2 separate regions of the Mus musculus genome follow, and region 1 is linked to region 2. Evidence: chromatin contacts called from public HiChIP or PLAC-seq data. All regions are on one chromosome and are shown on one strand. Each heading gives the region's core, a stretch centred on a gene start, on an enhancer-like site or on the middle of the called end of the contact. The rest is flanking DNA. Distances are from core to core; before and after follow the strand shown. Region 1 holds the start of Upk3a (uroplakin 3A). Region 2 holds the start of Prr5 (proline rich 5 (renal)).

Region 1 (7,114 bases), core at 4,129-6,628, 340 kb before region 2:
TGAGGTTGGACCAAGATGTCATGTTTCACATCTGGTCCAGTCAGAGCATAAACACCATCACTGCCAACCACAGGGCCAAGTTGAAAAGTGGCCATGGCTTGGTGCCGGGGCTTGGCTTGTTTCAGTCTTGAAGCTTGCTGGAGAACACCTCTGCTCTGTCTAGGGGTGGGCCCCGGTTCACAGATGAGTAGGAAGGCTCAGAAGTCCCCAGGGTCTTGGGAACAGCCTCCTGGGTGATCTGTGAGTCGTGTGTCATTTCCCCATCAGAACTGCCCATGTCCCTGGCACAGAAAGAGAGAGAGAGAGAGAGAGAGAGAGTCAGGATTAGGGGAGCAGAGCAAACCTGGACTCCTCCAGTTGCCCAGGGCCCTAACTTAGACATTATATTGCCTTCCAGGACATAATCTCAACAAGCCAGTATTTTTGAAGTCCTTGTTATATGCTAGACCTCTGGATAAGAGAAGGGTAACCCTACTTGAACTTATACAGATAGTGTTACATCTTTGAGCTGAAGAATTGGACGCCATTGTTCCAAGTCCTCAAAGTGCCCTGATCATCAGGGGAGACAGATTAAAGTCAAGAATGATCACACAGAGTGGACAAGTCCAAATGGAAGACTTCCTGGAGGAGGAGGCAGAGATACTCTGATCCTGAAAGAGGATCACGGGCAGAGAGAGGCTCATGGGATGAAATAGGAAGACTCTGCCCTGAATATTACTATTGCCTCCATTTTCCATATGGGAAAACTGAGAACCTGGACATCTTGCTAAGGTCACTCCATCAGAGCTAAAGCACGTCTCCTTTGTGGGGTGTTGGGATTAAATCCAGAGCCTCCTGTGTACTGCGCAAGTGTCATACCACTGAGCTACACACCCAGCCTAAGAACTGAGATCTGAATGGGCCCACTGCCCACTAACCGGGATGCACTAGAGTCCTTCCCTCTCCTGGGCCCTTCCCTTGCCAGCTGAAGGACGTGACCCTGAGATACCAAGGCTCTGTCTGCTCTCACCAGCACCATGGCAGGTTGCTCCAGCTCAGAGGACCTGGATGCTAAGCCTTTCCTGGGGAGGGGGTGTGTGTCACCCTGTCTCCAGGCTCCTCCCTTTCTGGCTGTGGAACTCACACAAAGCTGAGGATGATGGCTCCAGCGAAACCCACGAGCAGGAAGAAGGGCAGGGAGCCCAGAATGGACGTGATGACAATCATGCCTCCACTCCGCCGGCCGGGCCACGTGTCGATGGCCGAGTAGGGGATGGCTGCAGAGGACCACACCCCACTTAATCCCAGAAAATGTCCCACCCTGGATCTTTTCCCAGGGACAGGCAAGGTAACCTGCCACCTGCCTTGGCTGCCTGGAATCCAGGGTGACCTAGGAACCCAGGGCAGTAATTGCTCTCCCCAGACTTTGGCCCGGTGGCTCCTCTGCTTCTCATTCTTTACCATAGGCTGAGTCTTTCTGGTGTCTTCCCCTTTTTGCATAAGGTTAGTTACATGTCACTTCTGGTGACATGGATGGCATACATAGTCTGAACAAAATAAAGCTGAGCCAGCACTTCAGAGGGGATGTGGCTCTTCATTATTGTCACCCTTGGGAATGACGGACCAGTCCAACAGTGAGCAAGTGACCTGTGACATTGTCTGTTCTGAGTTCAACTCCACGCTGGTACTCTCAAGTCTAAGCAGTCCCATATGCACTCTGTCCCCAGAGGCCAACCCTTTAGGACCGGGTCCAGGAGTACTGGGCCTGCTGCTGCCATTAGGGTTCCTAGAGTCATCTCACCAAGCTAGCCAGGCGTGGAGATGGAGGTGCCCACTATGTGAGGGATAGAGCCAGCCAGGTTTAGTTAGACCCAGGACTCAGCTCCAAGGAGCTCACCCCCCCAGTACACACTTACGCCGGTTGGTCCAGATGGGATCTGACCATAGTGTCTGGTCCTGCACCAAGCCTGTGGACATGTTGACCAGGACATACTTGAATCTGGAAGAAGATGGAGTAAGGGTGGCTTTCATCTAACCCATGCACCCAGCCACAGGAAACAGGCAGGAGGAGGACCATGGGGAGCACACAGGAAGTCTTCCACGAGACAGCTACTGGGTGAGGTCAGGACAAGAGAAGGATACTGGACTTGACCACATATACCCTGGATCCTTTTCCAGTCTGGTAGCATCTGCTCTGGGAAGCCTTCCTGGTTGGGACTGTTGTTCAGCCTTCCTCTGGGAGCACCTCCTTTTAATTTTATGCCGCTGTAGCACCCCTGCTGAGTGTTAATCCACAGACCCTCCTGGCAGCTGTGGTCCTTGTGGTCACAAAGAGAATTAGAAAACCAGCCCAATAGCTTCCATCACCAGCCCTTGGATCAGGGCTATGTTTTAGGTGTAAGAATCCCCAAACAAGCTAGTCAGAAGAGAAGACCCAGAGAGATAATAAGGTCTGTTGTAGCCCACTTACATCCCAGTTTAGACAGTGGACTGGATAATCTGAGGACCAGTTCATCTACGGCCTGTAGTTTAGTGACCCTTAAAAGTAAAGCCCCTTATGGAGCTGTGGCTATAGTTCAGTGGAAGGGTGCATGTTCAGCATGTGCGAAACCATAGGAGCACATACAGCCTAAACCAGGCAGCACAGGGGGTCAAGCTTAACCTGGGCTATGTGAAAGTCTGTCTCAAAGCAAAAGAGGAGGTGGGGAGGAGAAAGGCAGGGAGGGAAGGAGAGAGGGAGGAAGGAAGGAAAGAGAAAAGGAAGACAGGATGAATTTCAAACTGCTTGCAGAGCAAGGTGCCAAGCTGGCCCTCTCGGGTCTCTGGGTACCTGCTGCAAACCAGGAAGCCCACCCTTCCAGACACCTGATCCCTGAGCTCTGTGAAGTGTGGCTTCCCCCATTTTGTTCCCCATTTTGTCCCTCATCCTCCCACAGCCTCTGACACCCACCTGTACTCAGTGGCCGCTGTCAGGGGTGGGTTGCAGAGGCCCTGGAAGTTGGGGTCCCAAAAACAGGTCCCGTTGTTGCCCACCCTGACTAGGTATGCGTTCAGGATCTCTGAGGCCTGGGTCACATCTCCAACAGCATCCAGGCTGGGCAAGTCACCACAAGGGGTCAGGTCAAAGGCCGCAGCTTTATAGGGGCCTGACCTCCCACCCTGGGTTTGCCGGAAAGTGGTGCTCAGTGGGACGCCAGCGCTGTCCTGTACAGACACATTCCTGGACATGGCTGCAGAGAGGATGCAGGAAGTCAAGACCCTGGCCACTCTAACTCAGCAGCAAGCACTCAGTCACCCATCAAACACCCGAGTCCAGAGCTGTCCAGGTTGGTGGCGGGCACTAGGATGATTGGCGTGTGCTCAGAGGTAACAGTGCAGCTGTCCCAGAAACACCCCACTGTGAGGTACTGGATCCATGTCTCACTCACTGTCTTCTGGTGTCCCTCTAGCTCAACAAACCTCTGCCACTTGTAGCTGTCCTAGATTCTTTTTTTTTTTTTTAAGATTTATTTATTATTATATGTAAGTACACTGTAGCTGTGTTCAGACACCCCAGAAGAGGGCATCAGATCTCATTACCGGTGATTGTGAGCCACCATGTGGTTGCTGGGATTTGAACTCAGGACCTTTAGAAGAGCAGCCAGTGCTCTTAGCCGTTGAGCCATCTCTCCAGCCCGGATTCTTTCCTCTTCGAAATGGGAAGGACTGGGATAATGCTAAGGTGAGTGTGGCTGGACCCATACTGCACATTTTCTCTTTACTTCCTGGGTGACCAAACCACTTGACATCTCTGGCCCCTGGACTTCGGTGAAATAGAAAAATACCTCAGGGTATCCACAGATTGGGCGCATGTAGGCAGTAATAGAGGCCTGCTGACAGGATGGGATGCTGGAGATGTTAATAGGCCATTTATGGGGTGGCTGGTCCCCAAATTCAGGAGCTTACATTATTGTGGTTTGGAAAACAGGGAGCAATCCAGGGAAAAACCCTGAAACAACCCTAGGCTCAAAGGCCTGTGAGATCAGAATGTAGCTGTCCAAACCCCAGAGAGGGGCCCCCACCCCGTCTTCATCCCCTACTCTACCATAATACCCTGCATGCTGCTTGCAGACAGTGGCTCTAAAGTGGGCAAGGCAGCTGGTGCTAGGCTGGTGCTGGGAAACTGGTGTGGCTCCCTCCCACCAGCCTGGTAAAGGGCAGGTCTGGGGCCACAACCACAATGGTGTCAGTGTGTGTGAGAGCAGTGATAAGTGAAGGCATCCTGGACCTTCATAGACATGCAATATCCCACCCCCCACTTTCCCCCTCTTCCCCGTAGACTGTCAAGTGGCGCTTTTGGAGGGAAGCGGGTCCCTTACCTGAGTCGACCATAGCATAGAGGTAAACCTCGTAAGAGCCGCTGAGTGGCTCTGAGCTATCAAACATGCACAGAGGCTTCTCCAAGGCCACGGTGGTGAGGGTAGGGTTGTTGGTGGCAAAGGTCACACTGGCCAGTTGGGGCTGGAGGTTCACAGCTGGGGAAGGCAATGAGGGTAGGAGCTGACCTCTGGGCCCTTGCTGCAGGTCCAGTACTGGGTTTGGTCCTCCCAATGGGTCATCCCATGAACTTTTCTCCTGTTCCCTGTGCCCACCTTGCTGGTCATTCTGGGCAGACACATCCCTACCCCACCTCAGTCAGACAGCTGCTGCCCTCTAGCTGTCTCCATAAGGTCTCTCTGCCTCCACCCCTCACTCTCTTCACTTGAACGGTCTACCCTAACAAGCAAGCCTCATCCGTTTTCCTTTCTCTCAGACCCTTTGTGGCTCCCCCACTGGCTTCCCTCATAGTCTCTGAGGAAAGACAGTGAGGTCCCGAAGTTCACAGCTTTTTCATGTCTACTCTCAGCTTCAACCCCTGCAGGCTTCTCCTCACTATCTGCCCGGGCCATAAGGATCAACAAGCCAATGCCAGGATGGAACATCCCTCCCACTCCAAGAACTTGCCGTTCTACCTCCCCTCAGTTCAGGGGTCACCACAGGACTGGGTGAGTCTGCTCTCTGCAGCCCCTGTGTGGTGTTCCCTAGCAACAACCATCACAGAATTGAGGCCAGCCCAAGGGTGGGCGCTGGGATTCCCATCAGTTTCTATTACTACAGCTGCTAACATCTGTGTCCCTAATGCAGGCGCCTATTCCTGAACCCCCTAAATGAGATTCCTAGTGCCACTCAGTGTCTCCACTCCCCTCAGGCCTCCCTGGACACGCCCTGGAGGTCTTCTCCCCGGCTTACTCCAGCCACACCGCAGGCATCCGAGAGCCAGCAGGGCCCAGAGCAGGAGCATCGCCCGAGATGAGCCTTCGCGATGCACTCTGCCTGAGAACGCGCACCTGCTCCCTGCAGCTCCGCTCACCTGTCACCAGCAAGGGCATGCCCCGCCCCTCTCAAACGGACCAATCCGAAGCCTCCCCTTGAGATATTTGCATACAGTCCGGTCCTGGGCTCCTCCCGCCCAGAGCAACTAAAGCTCTGATCCTTCTCTTGGTCTTCTGCAAAGCTCCTAAGGTGTGCAGAAACTAAGCTGAGGTTTTCACAGTGTTGTCAGAGATAACGCAATCTCTGGAACCTCAATTTCTATACTGCAAAGTAGAGATGCTAATCCCATAAGCATCTTTGGGACCTCAACTTCTATACCGCAAAGACGCTAATTCTCATAAGCATGAGCCCATACTATGTGCCAGATACTGATAAAATTAACAGTCATGGAAAAATGAAGTCCTGGATAGTGACTCTTTCTGTTCACAGGCCGTACAAGACAGAGGCCCAAGGAGGTAAGGAAGGGGCAGGAACCTCCTCCTGAGAGGCAACGGGCAATAGTGATGCTGGGCTGGAGTGCAGCTCAGTGGTAGATGCTTGCTTGGTCCAAGTAAGACCCTGGGTTCCCTCAGCAAAACCAAGGGGGAGGGGCGGAAGAGAAGAAAACCTGCTCCTTTGTGCTGTACCTCTTCAGTTGAGGGCTCCTTCAAGATGAAACTGAACAATACCCAGCCACTGCTCTTTGACATGGATCTCGAATGCAAACATCACTGGTCCTATGAGAAACACACAGACCTAGAAATAGGGATGATGCCCTGGGTATGCTCTGGGTGAAGAGTGGAAGGGTTGTGGGCCCCCAATCAGTGGTGGGAACAACAAACAAGGTTTTCCCATGAAACAAAGTGTCTTGACCCACAGCAGAACACCCTGCTGTTGAGTAAGGGGCATTCCTGTTATGACCAACGCGAATGGGGGAAGGGAATTGTGTGTTCACAGATACTTTGTGGAAAGATGTCAATCTGAATGTTCACGACTTGATTACTGAGAGAGAGAGAGAGAGAGAGGGAGAGAGGGAGAGAGAGAGGGAGGCTATTTTTAGATTGACAGATACTACGGTGCTTCTGCTACTGGGGACCAAAAGAGCTAGCAAAACTGTGCCAACTTTTGATCTCGCTCAAGAAGATGGTGCCTGTGAACATGCTGTCAGGAAGCCCTTAAATGCACCCAAGACTCCATGTCTTGTCACTCCATGTGTCCTGCAACACAAACGCCGCCAACGTATTTCGCCGAAGAAACGACAGGCTAAAGAAAACAAGGGGGAGGCTGCAGACTGCAGAATATGCCAAGAGAACGAAGGAAGCCAAAGGAAAAAAAATGCCAGGAACAGATCGCCAAAAGATGTAGGCTGTCCTCGCTGAGAGCATCTGCTTCTAAGTCTCAGCCCAGTCAAATGTACATCTTTATCAGTAACAGATAAATGATCAGACCATGAGAAAAGAAATGGAAAGGAAAATGATGGGGGTCCTCATCCAAATTAGCCAGTTCCCTCCAATGTCAGGAATCTGTGCGCATCTCCAAATGCATCTGAAATCAATTTTACGTGTAAAACATAGGGATGAACAAACATGGGCAGGGGACCAGTAAATCAGTAAAGTGGGGAATGGATACTATGATCATCTATGTAAAAACTGGATCTGGGTGAATTTGCAACCAGCTGTCTCAGGCTCTTCTCAGAGAAGACCCTAAGAACCCTAAGTCCTGAGATAGAGCCCAGGATTTTCCAGGGAAGTTGTTGGTAGTGGGAGCCGGAGGGCAAGCCTGTGGTATCCAAGCACTGAAGATG
Region 2 (6,983 bases), core at 3,005-5,504:
AGATAGCCAGGAATGGGGGTTTGGGGATTGGGGGTTTGGGGTCGGCTTCCTTAATGTACCTGGAAGCTACATGACAGGAAGCCATGTCTGCACCTCAGACTTGCTTCTTAGTACTTAGGGACAAAGGTTGTTCCTTGAGATCAAGTAGGGAAGAAGAGGGGCCTGGGGTGCATATCTCACAACTGCTAAAACCACAAGTCTAACAAAAGCCAAATCTGCTCTGACATGTGTCACTCAGCCACACTGGGCTAAAGCACAGTACAGCATAGCTGTCTCTTAGGGTGGCTCTGGGGGCTCTGTGCTACCTTGTCTAGTTTCCTGAAGCACCTGAGACCCTCGGCTCCAGGTCCTTCCTTGTCTTTAAGAACAGCAAGACAGGACACTAGGTGCCAGCTCCTTCTTTGACTTGTCCCACCCTTCACAGATTCCGTGACAACACAAAGCCACCTAGTCAGGCCAGACCATCACCTCAGCTCAGCAACTGTAATATAACCGCATCTTCAAAGTCTCCTAGCCACATGAAAGCCCGCAACCACAGGCTGAGAACTAGGGCAGGGACACTTTGGGGGTCACTGTTCTGCTAACCCCAAGGGGCTGAATGTACACAGTGCCCACCTCCTGGGGGCCTTTCAGGAATGGGCCTCAGGACACCTGGGCTACACCCAACCCATGGACCACCCACTATCTGTGGTCTCTTCAGTGCTGTAACACCAGTATGTGGTGGGGACGCCAATTATAGAAGAAAACACTAAGGCTTAGAAAGGTCAAGGGTCACGTCTTCTATTCAGCAGGACCAGAACTGAAATGAGGCACTGGCCGACAGTCCTCCTGTCCCCACCCTTCAGGATACACAGGTTAGACCCTGCTCCTTTTGATTCTCCCTAGCTCTGTGGGTTTTCCAAAGTCCAACCAAACAAACTAACAAAAACAAAATCCAAACCAAGCCAAAAACAAACAAACAAACAAACAAAAAAACCTGTCAGCTACCTGGAGTGAGGGAGGGTGGAGGGGTCCAGTCTCAGACTGGGCCCTCAGGCAGCTCACAAAGGCAAGATGATTGAGGGCTGGGAACCTGAGGGTCCTAGCCTGGAAGCTTTGGCTCTGGCCTGGGTGGGATTTAGGGTGTCCTGCATCTCTCTGAACCCCAATATTCTCATGTGTGTAACACATATGCCAACCCCCACCTAAGGTTCCTGAGAGCCCTGCTGCTCCTTGTTCCTACTTGAGTGAGGGCCATCACCCCTGGACATATATCTCTAATCACAGGCCAGGAACCCAGCGGCATCCCTGGACACTGGGCTCCCTGGGAGTCCTGGTTCAGATTCCAGACAGTGCTGTCAGAGGACATCCTGGTCACCTCTTTCCTCTCACATCCTCATTCTCTTTATGGACATGGATAAGGATAGCCCACTGGGAGGAGGAAGAGGAGGGCAGGGGCACACACCTTGCTTTGCAGGGGTCCTGCACTTTGGGGTAGACTTTCCCCTGCTCCTGCCTGCCCAGGGCTTCCACCTACTGGGGGACAGACAAGGCACTGGCTGAGTGAAGGCTCAGAAGGCTAGGATTCACCCATGAATTCCCCTAGCACCTTAGGTCTAGTGTAGACAGCGGCTAGCTTCTGGGAGTTTTTCTGGAGCCTCTATGGGTGAGAAGCTGGAGGACAGCAGGGCATCTCCCCGGCAGGAGGGAGCTGTTATGCCCTTGAGCTCCAGGAAAGCAGCAGCGGGTTCTCTGAAAACTACTCCACAACAGCAGCGTGGGACAGGCCAGCAGCGCCATGCCTCTTTCAGAGAGCTCCCCATGTTCCCACACACCTAGCTAGCAGGCACGGAAGGCAGGGGCTGGCCAAGTGGCCAGTGGTCTGGTGTTTCCCCATTCTACTTCCCCCAAGTGCTAAGCCATCAGCAATTACCGGCCCCCGCCCCACCCCCCCCAGCCCCTGGTTTATTTTCCAATTTGGTCTAGGGTCTCTGGCTCTGAACAGGCTGTTCGATCCTAAACTAACACTTCAGCTTGGTCAAGCCAACATGAAGAAAATGAATGAATGAATGAGTGAGTGAATGAATGAGTGAATGAATGAATGAATGTGTGGACTATCTTAGGACATAGCAATAGCTGTGCACCAAATTCAAGGGTTGTACCCAGTGTCACTGCAGTGGGTTAGACAGTCCCTGGTGTAAGGTTAAGGCTTACAATCTGACTGGGAAATAAGACTCTTTAATGCTGCGATGGTCGTGAGATGAAGGAGGACCATAGTTTGCAGGGATAGCCAGAGCACAGGCGGCTGACACAGCTGTCCTGACCCTGCTCAGGGTTCATGTCCTGGAGCCCTTGCAGGCACTGGAAAGGCAGCAGAAAGAGAGGCAGGCGCTGGGGCTGGGAGGCGACTCTGGGCCACCATCACCAGTCCCTTTACTTATGTGTGTCTGTACGTGGGAGAGTATCGGGACTCAAGCCACGAAATGCTGTACAGTATGGGTTCTGGCCACTTTGGGTGACCCTGAATCTCCCAGCTGGGATGGGGGCATAAAACCTCCCTTGCTGGCTAGGATGGTGAGGACCCTGAACAGGCTGGCCCAGGATTGGAGCACAGAACACAGCCAGAGCCTGACTCCCCAGGCAGGGGACGCCTCCGACCCTTGCAAGCCTCCCCCTCCCAGAGCTCTGGCAAAGAGTAAACCTTCTCACAGCCATGACTGGTGGCACGTGGCGCCATCAAAGCCCTCTGAGCCAGAGGCCCCCAGATGGGGTGAAAGGGTCCCCACAAAATTGCTTCTAGTAACTTCCGAGACACTACTCTCTGAATGTTCCTAGACTTGAGTTCTGAGTTACAGGGTAGACCTACTGTGTGCCAGAACTCATGCTCACAGCCTGATTACACATCTTCACATTTACTCCAACAACAGTCACTCACCCATATTATTAATAAAGAAACTGAGGACCAGAAGTGGAAAACCAACTGCCTAGGGCCACACAACAGAGGAGTGGAGTTGAAATCTGAGCCAAAAGTCAGCATGGCTCCACTAAACCCTGGCCAGAGACAAGGAAGGGGACGAAGAGAGTGGTTGAGCAGTTCTGGGGAAAAGGAGTCTTCCTTCTCTCACAGTTCTGCTCCCAGCCCAATGAGGAGACCGGTGTAGGCCCAGCAGAGAGGGAAACTAAGGTAGGTAGTCTCAGCTCTCAGGCAGGCTGCAGCTTAGTGGAGGAACTTAGGGTCCCTGCTGGCAGCCGGGTGCCCCCCCCCCCCGATTGCTCTCAGACTAGATGAACAGAAGACATGTGTCCAAGTGACAGCCGTGTCCCTAGTGGCAGACCACAGAGGGTGAAGAACCTGGCAGGATTTCTCTGCCAGGTGGAGGGGTGGAGTGGAGAGCCAGCATCCACAAACCTCCCTCAATCCGTGTTTTACTTTGGATGGAAATACTTTTTTTTTTTTTTAATTTTTCCTTAAGGGCCAAGAGGAGACCCACCGGGGAACTATGGCTAAAAGAACTATCTGTGACTGGTTGAGAACACAGCTGGGGGAGGGGCTTCCCACGCCCGGCTGGTCCTGGATGGGCCTCCGGAAGGGTCCGGTAAGGAATGTCTGGCAGCTGGCGCACCCCCGCGGACAGCTGGGAGGCCCGGGGTCCAACTCAGGGAAAGCCACCGCCCACCCCGCGCCGAGGGCCCGACACGCATACAGGAAGTGCAGCGGCGCCCCGCCGGGGGCCCGCGAGGTTCAAGTGCGCCCCTGCGAAGTGGGGGCTCAGAGGCCTCCTGCTCCCCGGCCGCCCACCCACCCACCCACCCCCGGGGAGCGATCGTGGGCTCTAGCCGCTGACACGTTGCACTCACTTCCCTCCCCGCGCACGGCCCGGCGGCGGGGCGAGCTGCGCGCAAAGTGGCGCGGTGCGGTCTCCGGCCACGCCGCTCCGGGCTGCGCGCCTTACCTGTTCCAGGTGGCGTTGGCGCAGGCCCGGCGCTGCTGCGTGCCCCGCTCGTCCGTACCCGCCGCGCCCGGCTCCCTCTTGCCCAGGTCACTGAGGCTGGGCGAACTCATGAACTTCAACCTGCGGAGAGTCCTCATGCTCACCCCGGCCCACACGCGCCCCCGCGTCCCCTACGACGATAGTCGGCGGCTAGCAGCAAGCCCGGCGACCCCGTGGGGTCCCGCCCGGGTCCTGCGCCCCCGCCCGGGGCAGCACTCCCAGCGCGGGGCCCTGTGAACCATGGCTCGCGGCGGCTCAGCGTGGAGCGCTCGGAGCGCAAAAGCAGGCCGGGGGCGGGGCCTCCAGCCTGGGCGGGGCCATAGTGGGCGTGGTCTCCTGTTGGGAGGGCGGGGCCGGCGTCTTGGAGCCCTCTGCGGCCAAAGGGCCAGCTCAAGGGGCTGGCTCCTTTGCTCTCAGCCACCTCCCTTCTTCCCTTCGGAAGCCACCACACAGGAGCCACAGAGCAGTTCAATCCCAACTGTCCACCCGGCACCCAACCAACCCTGTGGTCACACACACACCATGCACAGGGACTCATAGGCTCCCATTAACGTCTCTTGAACTCACTCCCTCTCCAGACACCCATCCCAGGAGGAAAGGCTGTGCCCACAGAGATCTATCCAGACCCCTTCACGTGGACACAGGCTCCGCCCACTGCGGATCAAAGCTTTCTGCCGGGTGCCTCAGCCATCAGCCCCACCCCACCTGAGTTTAGCATGACCAGGCTGTCCTAGAGCCTTTTCTCGGGGGAGGGGCCAGGGACTAGGGTCCTCTCAGGCCGGTACCTTGGATGATTGACTGGCCAGAGGGGTTGTTGCACCGAGAGTTGAAGGAATGGAGGACAGTGGCACCCCCTGAATCCCAGATCCCCTTGTATGGTAGAAGTCAGAGTGTCTCCTCAATCCTGGTGACTTAGGCACAAGGCAAAATGATCCTAGGACAGGACAGCCCTGGGGCATTGAGGCAAATTTGAATTCTACCTGCTGGGAATGTTGTGGGGGCACCCAGGGCAAAATAATCTCTCCCGGGTTCTGCCACCAGAACATGGCAGGCTGGACCAAGGCTCACGAACACACAGTGCCCCTGACACCCCAGCTCCTGACACACAGCCTCCTTCAAGCAAGATCTGGGAGTCCCACTCGTTTTGCCTGCCACTTCCAAGCACAGCCCCAGGTGACTTGCAGGAGAGTAGAGTCATGGTTCAACTCCCACCATCAGCATTTCCTAACCAGCCACTGTGTACTGGACACCCCCACATGCCTGTCTTAGGAGGCAAGGATCAAACAGACAACTCCTTGTTCGCAAGAACTCTCACAGAGCCGAAGGCCACTCAACCTATTGTGAAATGGCAGCCAGGGCAGGGAAGGGCTGGGCTGCTCCTACCTCCTTCATTCAGTCAATGGCCCCAGTGAGGACCTGACTTGGGGGTCAACAGCAGATGAATTTTCCAGTCTCCAAACAACAGGCACCAGCTTTCTGAACCAAGTCAAGGAACCCAGGTCTGGGAGGATGCGGCATTCAGGTGGGGGTGTAGAAACTGCTCACTCAGGTGTACAGTGGTGGTCAGCATGGCTGGGGGGAGGGGAGGGGAGGGGAGCGGAGGGGAGGGGAGGGCTGTCATTGCTCCATAGCACTAGCCTTGTGGCTAGTCCTATGTCCCGGGTGGGTGCTCTCCATCCCTGGAGCAGCTGTAAGCTTTGGGTGAGTCACTTCTCAAAGGCTTCAGTTTCCTGTGTTTTGGAAAGTGAAGGCCACACATCCATGGTCTCTCTCTATCCTTCCAGACCCTGGGGTTTTACATCCTGTATCAAGTATGTCCAGTCTCTGCCTACAAACTCTATGTGCGTCAGGATAGGTATGAATGCCGGCCAACGTAAAATCACAACCCTAACCCTCAGGCTGAACTGCTCTCTCAGAGGATACAAGTTTGGTTCTCAGCACTAGCATGTGGCAATTCACAAACTACCTGTAACTCCAGCTCTGTGAATCCAGCACCCTCTTCTGGCCTTTTTGGGGCACTGCATGCAAGTACACAAACCCACACTCAGGCACACATTCTCATACACATAATCAAAATTTTAAAATAAAAAAGATCGGATACATGTACTAGGCCTTCCTCTTGAGTCTACCCACCCTGCCCCATCCTTGGTTCTTAGCACCCTAGCCTGAACTACAGATCCTTTCTGACCACTCTTTCTGACTGTTGCTTCTTGCCCTCACAAACAATAACTAGAGCTGGCCATGGCACACATTGCCCTCCTGAGTTCCCACTGTGCTGAAGAGCAAGCCCGAGGCCCCCAATCCTTGAGATGCCTTCAAAACCTGCGAGCCTCCCTGCTCTCCAGAACCCCTTTCAGTGGAGATCAAAGTTGAAGATCATCTCTCCTTTCTCTGATTGCCCCTGCCCTTGTTTAGACTTAATCTGGCTTTCCTGACATTGTCTATCAGAGCCAGGAGCAGGAACTTGTTCATATCTACCTTCCCTATGCTTGGCACACAGTCGCTACTCAATAGGAATGGCTAGATATATCTATCTCATGTTTTAGGTCAGATCGGTGAAAACCAAGATGCATAAACACGAGGCCACCATTTCTCTGCCACGGGTGTCGCTGCAGCAAAACCCTGGTCCCCTCAGAGAAGCCTGACCTTTTATTCAGCAGTTGGGCAGGACAAGGGGCAGAACTGACCCCTGGCTGCCCGTCTGGCAGGAGTGGCCAGATGGGAACAGAGAGGCAGTCTGAGTAACCAGAGGGAGGGAGAAGGCTGGTAGGGGAGGGGAGGCCACAGTGGGCAGGAGAGGAAGGAAGAAGTGAGCTGCAGGGGGCTCCTAGGGAAGGGGCTAGAAGCAGGACAAGCAATATCCAGAATGGGTGAGACTTAAAAGACATCTCTAGTGCCAAGTGTAGGGGTGCTGGCCTGAAATCTTGGTTGTTGGAAGGTTGAGACAGGAGGATTGCCCTGAGTTTGCAGCCAGCCCCATAGCGAATTATAGACTCTTAGGAGACAGTGTCT

Evidence for each region. HiChIP or PLAC-seq counts read pairs in DNA pulled down with a chosen protein or histone mark.
Region 1: a contact with region 2 is called in an H3K27ac HiChIP or PLAC-seq map of embryonic stem cells, with 3 times the contacts expected there. The contact joins the promoter of Upk3a here to the promoter of Prr5 in region 2. A contact is called at or near these places in 4 of 115 datasets of contacts at active chromatin or transcription factors (embryonic stem cells, extraembryonic endoderm stem cells and pancreatic cancer cells).

What each region holds. Positions count from the first base shown.
Region 1 is chr15:85,015,405-85,022,518 of GRCm38.p6, reverse strand. It overlaps Upk3a (uroplakin 3A), which reads right to left and starts at 5,378. Exons shown (of 6, transcript NM_023478.2): 1 at 5,248-5,378; 2 at 4,338-4,493; 3 at 2,930-3,209; 4 at 1,896-1,978; 5 at 1,124-1,256; 6 at 1-281. The coding sequence starts at 5,299. The coding sequence ends at 122. Gm52194 (a long non-coding RNA gene) reads left to right here and starts at 3,583. Exons shown (of 3, transcript XR_003951558.1): 1 at 3,583-3,700; 2 at 4,865-5,003; 3 at 5,207-5,375.
Region 2 is chr15:84,678,269-84,685,251 of GRCm38.p6, reverse strand. Prr5 (proline rich 5 (renal)) reads right to left here and starts at 4,254. Exons shown (of 8, transcript NM_146061.4): 1 at 3,933-4,254. The coding sequence starts at 4,069.